3 separate regions of the Mus musculus genome follow, and all the other regions are linked to region 3. Evidence: chromatin contacts called from public HiChIP or PLAC-seq data. All regions are on one chromosome and are shown on one strand. The core of a region is the stretch at or near the end of the contact, and the rest is flanking DNA. Distances in the headings are between cores, read along the strand shown.

Region 1 (3,210 bases), core at 338-2,837, 750 kb before region 3:
TCTAACACCCTCTTATGACCTTTATGGGCACCTGCACACATGTGAACCACACACATATGACGAAGTATGCCTGCATGCATGTGTCTGGACATCACACATACACACACAAAAACACACAGATCTAAATAAATCCTCAAAAAATGAATTGACATGAAAGGGGAGTATCCATCTAAAGCAACAATGTCTGTTTGCCTTTGAATGATTCCTGCTTTTCAAGTGCTGTACTAACTGAATTCAATCTTTAAAACAAACAAACAAACAAACAAACAAACAAAATGAACAAACATAAAAACCACACATACAAAAAACCCAACCCTTCAAAATTCTGGTAATGCCCAGAGCAAAGACACCAAATGTAGATATCTTGTGTCAAATCTGAGCTCTAGTCTCATTTCCTCACAGGAAGTTAACATCAACAGAGTAAGCAGGTGGATTATTAAGGCTCAGTTCTAGAAAGTACTGCTGCCTTGCTGCAGCAGAGCAGGACTTTGGAGCAGGTAGAGACATTGCCAACTAGACGCTAAGCGGAGGTGGCTTGGTACATCTAAATTGAATCATAGTGCAGAATCCTTTGATATTCCCAGGGAGGGGGGCTCTTCTCTGCTACTCGTGATATGTAGAAAACTTGTCCTGACAATTCATCATGAGGCGTTAATATATTACCCTGGAAAGCTTCTTTGCATCTCACATTACTGGAGAAGCTCAGTTGCTTTAAAATTCAATTAAAAAACAAAAACAAAACCCAAGAGTAGCAGCCCAGCCCCGTGTCCTGGTAATTCCACTACTGAGGCTGTATTTGATAATCATTCAAATCATTTGTGACTCGTAGCTGGTGGGGATGATTGGATTCAGGGACTTTCCTAACCACTTGAAGAAAGATGTTTTAACAGTGACATCGTCTCCAGTTTTGTGCACGTTCCAACAGTGAGTATCTAGGCAGTATAGATAACTGAACACTAAAAAAGGTTTCTGAGAATGTAGGGACATTAAGTTTAGAATTTCACTTGAATCCTTATAGCTGAATACAAGGTTTTGTAATTAAGATCTCTGGGTGGAAAACGTGGCTTCTTTTGACCCTTTACTTGAAAGGATGACACTACATTGAAGGGGGAGATTAAGAAGCCGAAGGCAGTAATGAAACAATCCAGAAAACAAAAGGGGTGGGGAGACGTCTTCACAGATAGCTCCATGTCTCCATTTTGCTCTGTAACACTCTGCTCGTGCTGATGTGAATATTAGCAACGATCAGGTTTTTAAAATTCTGTTAACACGAGAACACCATTCTGTTTATAAGGCAGTTTCAAACAAGTGTAACTTGAAAACTGTGGTGTGAGAGAGAATCCACCAGAATTGCAGAGGCCGGATTCTTGACTCTAATTTGGGAACGGAGACAATTGGCTCTACTGCATGTGCCCACTTCTCCAGAAGGGTGACAAGGAAGGAAACTTGGCTTTTTTTTTTTTCCTTTTAAACCTCCTCCCCCTCTTCTATTTTTAGGATGAAAAAGCTGCTTCACCACAGGGCAAGATCCTGAGCAAACACCAGGGTTGGGAACAATAAAAAGCCCTGAAGAGTGAGTCAGGATCCTGCCTCCAGCAAAAGGCTAAGTGAACAGACAGGAGCCCTGAATGGCAGCAAGCAGGTGATCTGTCAGAACACGAAATGGGAGGAATTCCGATGTATGGCCCTGCCCGGAGAATGCCCTGCCTCCTTCTTCTGAAGGACACAGTGCTACCACCTCGAGTTCATCTAAAAAAGAGCAAACAGGGCTCCGGACCCTCAGCTCCTTTGAGCCTTTTAGGCAGAAAGATAGAACCCAGCCATGTTACTCTTTCTGTGACTTTGAAACTCACTTGACAGTTCTTTCAAGTTTTTAATCCAAAGAAATGTATGTGATGGGCTAAATAGCTTTCCCAGCGTGAGCATCAGGCCATTAAAACCTGTAGGTCTCCATATCTCCATGCCTTCCACTGGGTAGGAATACAAGGAGACCACACAGAAGGGACTCTGTTCCCCCGCCTCCCACACATTTACAGTTGTCTGTCTCCTGGATTGGAAACAACTCTGTTTTGCTGGAAGCCAGTGTACCTACTCTGTGATATTGAAGCTGCCATTTAACTCCCTACCCTGAGTGCTCTTGAGTTCAGCATTTATTTATTCTAAGAACACATAAAGTCCAGCACTGTCGGTATTCCAGGGATCTGAGGAACAAAAAAAGATACAATCCATGCCCCAGGGACTTTATGCTTGAATGAAGACAAGACAGGCAAACCTATCATTATACTACAAGGTGATTGATTAAATGGAGATCTGTTGCCAAGAAAAGAGGGAATGTAGAGAGTGGATTGCTTAAGCCTAGCTGAGAGAGTGAGAAGAGACTTCAAAGAGAAGGAGCCTTCCTTGAGTTGGGACTTGACAGGTTAAAGGGAGATGTATAGGCAAGTGTGTGTGATTTAAAAATACAGCTCACTCAGGCGTGGTGGTACATGCCTACGGTCCCAGCACTAGGGAGGCTGAGGCAGAAGTAATCCTAGGAGTTTGCACACACACACACACACACACACACACACACACACACACACACACACAGAGTGTCAGTTCCCTGCTTGAAATTATCTAAGGCTCTACTATACATAAGATGAAATCAGTCTCCTTGGGGAAGATTCGGGATTTTGTGTGTGCCTCCCTCAGATATCTGTTTCCTCTGATTCTCCTGTAGGCTCCCAAGTCTCTTCTGCCTCAGCCCTGCAAAGCCCTTGGGGCTTTCAGCTCCCAGGCTCCTGTTCCTTCAGGGGCTTTACTAACAGCTCTTTCTCATTAGGCTGGTGGTAGAATAACAGGAGGCACTAACATGCCAATCTTTCTAGTTTCCTTGCTTCTGGACCTGAGGGAGGGATGGCAACAAGCAAGTCATGAGTGTGTTAAGGGACACAAAGAGAAGCAGACAGCTTGTTTTATCCAGGGTGAGGTGATGATGCATGTGTGATTGCCAGGCAGAAGTGTGCACTTCCTAGTGTGAGTCTACAGTGCTTTCTTCTGCTGTTGGGACACTGGAAGTGTGTGTTGATAGTGAGGAAGAGTGCAGAGCCATTACGTAGTGAATAGGTCAGTGAAGAATCACTGAGCTTGCAGGATACTCTACCTAATTGAGCATGTATGTATATATGTATGCATACATGTATGTATGTATGTATGTATGCATGTATGTAT
Region 2 (2,904 bases), core at 18-2,517, 790 kb before region 3:
TCAGAAGCTAATAGGTTAGTGAACACTCTACAGATTCAGTTGTTGATATTCTGGCTCCAGATTGCCATAAGCACCTGGATATTGCTTCCCCCCAAAGAAGAGTGAAGTCATGTCATTTGAAGGAAAACAGATAGAAAAAGGAGATTGTCATGTTACAGGAAATAAAACAGACTCAAAAAGGAAAGTAACCATGTTCCCTCTCATCAGTGGAATCTGGTGTGATGGGGTTCACAAAAAATAAAAGAGGCACTATTAAAGAAGAACATGAGGACCCAATGATTTGCAGGTGGGGGGTAAGAAAGTAATGGAGATGAATATAATTAAAAATTTATATATACATATGTGTGTGGGGGGGTGTGTATAAAAACACCACAAAGGAAGCCATTACTAGGTATAATTAACATGTACTAATAAAGAAAATAAATAAATAAATAAATAAATAAATAAATAAATGAGAGCATGGACAAAGTTATCTAATACTTATAGCCATGAACTTAGTTCTCAGCCTACAAGCTATATTTACCTGCTGATCCTTGGGCTCCAGGCATATGTTTATATTTGGGAGCCAAAGGTCCTAAGTTCAAGTTAGACTCCATGAACTCGAATAAGCCTCCCTCCTTCTTCTTCTTCTTCTTCTTCTTCTTCTTCTTCTTCTTCTTCTTCTTCTTCTTCTTCTTCTTCTTCTTCTTCTTCCCCTTCCCCTTCCCCTTCCCCTTCCCCTTCCTCTCCCCCTCCTCCTCCTCCTCCTCCTTCTCTTCTTCCTCTTTCTTACGATTTTCTTTATTTTGTAAAAGGATGTTAGATACTTCTAAAAAGCCATGATTGCCATGGAGTTGGCCACAATTCTTGGGAGCACTTGCCTTCATCTAAGGCCTGTGAACCAAGCAAACCTGTTTTAAACCAGTTACTCTGTCCTTCCTGCAGGAAACACACACCACCACCACCACCATCACCACTACCACCAACAACAACAAGAACAGTGCTGCCCAGTGGCTAGGGCTTGTTTGCAAAGACCTGCAGTGTGATGCCAGCCACATTGCAGCCCTGCACATTCCTTTCTGTACCACAGAGAGCCTGAGTACATTTGCTGTTGTTCATCCCAACAGCCCGTTGTAACCACCTGCCCATTTAGAAATCATTGTTCCTCTCTGAGTACCAGATCACAGTTCAGCATGTTCTCAGGGAAAATCAAACAAGGACTGCTGAGCCTGGAATCCATGATTAAGGTGCCTGGCTAAGTAAAGGACTGTGTACTTTCCCAACTGGTCAGCTGTGCCCCGGATATCCAAAGCAGGATGCCACATGACTCATGCTGACTTGGTCGCTGCTCTAATGCTGGCTTTACCGATGGATTTAGGGCTAAAGAGTACAGCTAAATCAGAAGCACCAGAAAGGGACTGTGGAGAGAAAGGAGAGTGAAGGGAATTTCCATTAGGGCTTTTCAGGAGCTGAAGCCCATTCTACCTTTGTCGATGACTGTGGTTTGCTGGGATTGAGATCAAAGGCATCACTGTGGGCAGAAGAGTCATGACAAACATGCTGCTGCGTCTGCTGAAGCCTAGCATTAGCCCCTCTCTTAGGCTGCTGTCTAGACTGCAAGTGGATGCTCATACTAGATCCGGCTGTGCTCTGGATAGTCAGGGTGCTCCCTCTTGATGAGGGGAGGAAGGGACAAAACCCTTTGATCCCCAAAAGGAAGCCCATGGATAAAGGCAGTAAGGCCCAATATAACTATTGCCCTGATCATTTCTGGGGAATGAGGAGTGTTAGAATAACCAGAGGAGGTTCTTGAGAGCCAAGGCCTGTTGGGAGACACTCTAGTCACCTGGTTAGGCATCTCCCAGTCTCTGTCCTGAGAGTTTTGGACGGTGTGTACTTGTGGGTCTGAGACACTTAGCAATCCTATACTGATGTTGTCTGAGAGCAGCTAGTGAGGCTCTTCTTTATGGGCTGTATGTGTTCTGTTTAATGACTTGAAGCTTCAGCTTAACCACAACTTGTGGAGGTGAGGGAGTATTCCAACTCCCAGGCTGCCTTGCACGATGGTCATGAGCACTGCTCAATCTCTTCGAAAACACAAGATATAAAAAAAGGAGAAAGGTAGATGTTCAGGACACTATGTCTTAGTCACTGGTCAGTTGCTGTAACAGAACATCATGTGCAAGACAACTTACAAAAGAAAGTGTCTAATGTGGAGATTTACAGTTTCAGCAGTAGAGTCTATGATAGTGAAGCAGAGGCCTCACAGCAGGAACAACTCAGGGCTCATATTTTAATCTGAAAGTTAGAGGCAGAGAGAGAGAGAGAGAGAGAGAGAGAGAGAGAGAGAGAGAGAGAGAGAGAGAGAGAGAGAGAGAGAGAGAATATCATGAGTCTTCTGAAACTTCAAAGCCCACCCCTCCAGTGACATACCTCCTCCAAGAAGGCCACACCTCTTAATCTTTCCCAAACAATTCCATCAAAGGGGAACCCAGTATTCAATGGTACAATGGGAGCATTCTCATACAATCCACCAAACATTTTTTTTCAAAAGTTTTCAACCAGGGAGTTCTTTCAATGCACACTTAATGAGGAAGCTAAAAGGCATGTGAGGATTAGAGATATTTCAGTCTTGTTTCTGGAAACAACTTGCATCATTCAAAGAAAATCTCACCTCCCTTTTCTGGAGCTTGTTTTAAATCGAGACTACTGGTTGGATCAGGTAATAGTATGCTAGCCCTCAAGTGTCCATCCTAATATGAATAGCAGACAGCAATTTAAACCCTTGAATGATGGCTTAGCAATGCTGTACAAATGGTCATGATATAGTGCTAAATAAATATGAAATATAAGACTTGATACTAACTTTAAAGCTTTGAAAAATGATGTGTAAGGGAAATAGAACAATGAACGGTATGTAAACTA
Region 3 (3,214 bases), core at 401-2,900:
TAAGATTGCCTCTTTGGTTTTTGTCCACTGACAAATTCAGGGAACCAGTTCCAAAGAACATCTTTAAGATAGGAAGAGTATAATTTTCAGACTTTGACACTCAGCATCACTCTGATGCAACAACTAACTGCCTTTTTCTATCCCTTTCCACCCTCTGACCCTCCAGGTAGTGCCCTGAAGGATCTCATATTGTTCTGTTTCTCCTTACGAATTGTTAAAGCGTTGCTCAGATCATTCTGAGATGACAGAACTGAAGGTCCGAAGACCTATAGATCCAGAAGAAGCTGTTAAATTGGACATAAATATGGAATTGTGCTTACCTATCTTAACAATGGCTCATGAATACTCTATAGATCCAGAAGAAGCTGTCAAATTGGACATAAATATGGAATTGTGTTTACCTATCTTAATAATGGCTCATGAATACTCTTAGATAGAAATGAAAAGGAAAGATGTGTTTCATTCCAAAGGCCTTTCCAGGAAAACATCCTGAATGCTCATGAATTACTGTAAAGAACTGTGTATTTAATAGACCACCTGGTGTTCAGTGTAAATCCAGGTACCACATGCATCCACATGGATGACTGACAAGGACATATGCCTCTCCTCTCCAGTACTTTGTCCTTTAAAGATGTTCTTTGGGACTGGTTTCCTGAATTTGTCAGTGGACAAAAGACAAAGAGGCAACCTTAAACCTTCTGCTGAAAAATCTCTATCTATTTCAACAGCTCAAACATGGAGATAAGGAATCCATTTCAGTTTTTATTGGACAGGGAATCTCACTACCTTATGTAGCTCAGGGTAGCCTTGAAATTGTGATGATCACACAGTCTCTTAATGTTCTGGGATTGTAGGTACTACAAGAGGTATTTCAAGATTCTTATTTTTGCATGAAGTGTGTCCATTTGACTGCAAAATCCTCTAAGGCTGAACCCAGAGAGCTACCTAACATGGTATATAGTCTTTGTAAAATGCAGTTTGTCTATTATAAGACTATGGAAAATGATTAATCCTCCCTTATCAGTGTCTACCAATCTCCAACGTGGTTCTCCCTTCTTCAGTCAGCATTCAAATTCCAATGCCATAAGCAAGCTGGACAATTGTTGCTCCTCCGTTTGTATTTTCCATGTCTCCACTCTCGCTGTGTTGTTATCTGATAGTTAATATCTTAAAAATCTTCTTTGCTTCATAGCATTTTATCAAGCTTGTTATTTCAACTAAGCAGATGAGAACAGACTGTTGCTTTGTTTTAGCTAGGACACCCATTCCATAAAGACTTAACAGGAACTTGGGCTGTATTTAGTGAATGAAATTGCTCAAGATCCATTACATTAGATTCACTATGTCCCTCCTATAGGAAACCTACAGTATGCCTCACTAGTCTTTGCATCATTCAGTATGCCTCACTAGTCTTTGCGATGAGAATATGTAAAAAATACAAACAACTCCATGAGGAAAGATAATTCTAAAATGTACCTGAGTGGCCATTATTCAAAAAGAGACATAGACATGATTAACAAGCATATGGAAAGTGCTCTGTACTGCCAGTCACCGGGGAAATACAACTCAAAACCACAACAGATATCAGCACCACACCCCAGCTCAAATGGCTATCACTCAAAGTGACATAAGATAAGAGCTGGCAGAAATATGGAGCACAGGGAATGCTGACTCACTACTCATGCCCATGTGAATGTGAGGATCTGTGATGGCAAACAGCATGGGGTCCCCCAGATGGAAAACAGAATGATCACATGACCTAGAAATATGGATTACCCAAAGCAAAGGAGATCAGCGAGGCAAAGAGTTATCTGGCTTCTCATTTTTATAGCAGCACTCTACATGATAGCAAAAATAAACCAGACTAAGTGGCCCTCAGTGGATAAACTAAAAAGAAAATGTGGTGCGTATGCACAACAGGGAACTCTTCGTCCACAAAAAAGGAATGAATGCTACCAAAAGCTATCAGTAAGAAGTGAACTTAAATACACATTAGTTGTGTTTTTATGGTGAATATCCATACAATCCATTTGCTTTTCACTTTTTAAGCACTCTGCAGAAATTGCATGCAATATTCAGTACTTGACATGAGCCAGACTTTGTACTCACTGTAGACTAATGTAAAAGCACGTCTGACAGGCTGGGTGGAGCTGGGGAAAGTATTTTCACCTGGTGATGTGTTTCTCTGGAAACAGCACTATCTATATTTTGAGTAACATCTGTGTTATATTCTTGAGAAATTTAGAGGGTGAATTTTATGTGCTTATACCATAAAACTACAGTGTGAGGTAATGCATTTGTTCATTAGCTAAACAGAATCATTCCAAGGTGTTTATGGGCCTCAAACATCATGTTAGATAGGATATAAGCACCAGTATTATCTGTCAATTTAAAAATAAATGATCTTTAACGATATGTGTGTGTGTGTGTGTGTGTGTGTGTGTGTTTGTGTGTGTGTATTGTGTGATCTTTCCCAGGTTGGGGACTAAATATCATGGTGTAATTTGTATGTATGACTATCAGAACACCTCAATTTTACTGCAACCCACAACACTTAGCATTTTATTTTATTTCTAAAAATAAGCAGTATAGTTAGTTGCTTGGAGTGGTGAGAGCCCTTTCCTTGACTATTATCTGAGGACTCATTTCTTTGTCTATGCATAAGGGACTCTTAGCTAGAAACAAATACTATTGTTCAAACTTGTGCAAAAGCCCAACCTGTAAAAAATATCACTATTTTGTGTGCCCGAAAGGGAAGGAAACGGAGTGTCTGAAACTATAGCTAATGCTAAGACAGCACCAATTACAAAATGTGTCCTTGGGGCTAGAAAAATGACTCAGCCATTACCAGCATGCACTGCTCTTCCAGAGGACCTGGGTTTAGTTCTCAGCACCCACTTACTGTGGCTCCAGGGGAATCTAAAACCAGTGATTTCTACAGATACCTGCACCGTCATGAACACACCTGCACATAAATGTGCTACGGTGTGAATGGTATTTGGCTCAGAGTCAAGACCTGCAGTGTGCACCTGTTTGTCTGTGACTAAACAGGAATGTGTTTATGGGCAATATGTCGTTCCTGGGATAAGCGTCCACAAGGGACCATTCATCCTGTACAACAAGGACGCTCAGCTCTCTACACTGTGAGATTTGTTCATCTCATCACCTCTCTCTCTCCCCACTCAGACTCACTACAGTTCACTAATCTCATCTA

The links. HiChIP or PLAC-seq counts read pairs in DNA pulled down with a chosen protein or histone mark.
Region 1: a contact with region 3 is called in an HNF4G HiChIP or PLAC-seq map of pancreatic cancer cells. The contact joins two enhancer-like sites. A contact is called at or near these places in 2 of 115 datasets of contacts at active chromatin or transcription factors (bone marrow-derived dendritic cells and pancreatic cancer cells) and 1 of 9 other capture datasets (embryonic stem cells).
Region 2: a contact with region 3 is called in a FOXA1 HiChIP or PLAC-seq map of pancreatic cancer cells. The contact joins two enhancer-like sites. A contact is called at or near these places in 1 of 115 datasets of contacts at active chromatin or transcription factors (pancreatic cancer cells) and 1 of 9 other capture datasets (embryonic stem cells).

Annotation. Positions count from the first base shown.
Region 1 is chr2:133,714,829-133,718,038 of GRCm38.p6, forward strand. No RefSeq gene overlaps it. Among named protein-coding and RNA genes, the nearest start is that of Gm39940, 27 kb to the right of the region's middle. Within about 2 kb of position 1,588, at least 13 of the 459 cell types and tissues checked have an H3K27ac peak or open chromatin away from gene starts, as enhancers often do. A contact at or near this core is called in pancreatic cancer cells, where this site is marked.
Region 2 is chr2:133,670,419-133,673,322 of GRCm38.p6, forward strand. No RefSeq gene overlaps it. Among named protein-coding and RNA genes, the nearest start is that of Gm39940, 71 kb to the right of the region's middle. Within about 2 kb of position 1,268, at least 24 of the 459 cell types and tissues checked have an H3K27ac peak or open chromatin away from gene starts, as enhancers often do. A contact at or near this core is called in pancreatic cancer cells, where this site is marked.
Region 3 is chr2:134,463,656-134,466,869 of GRCm38.p6, forward strand. No RefSeq gene overlaps it. Among named protein-coding and RNA genes, the nearest start is that of Gm52526, 63 kb to the right of the region's middle. Within about 2 kb of position 1,651, at least 4 of the 459 cell types and tissues checked have an H3K27ac peak or open chromatin away from gene starts, as enhancers often do. A contact at or near this core is called in pancreatic cancer cells, where this site is marked.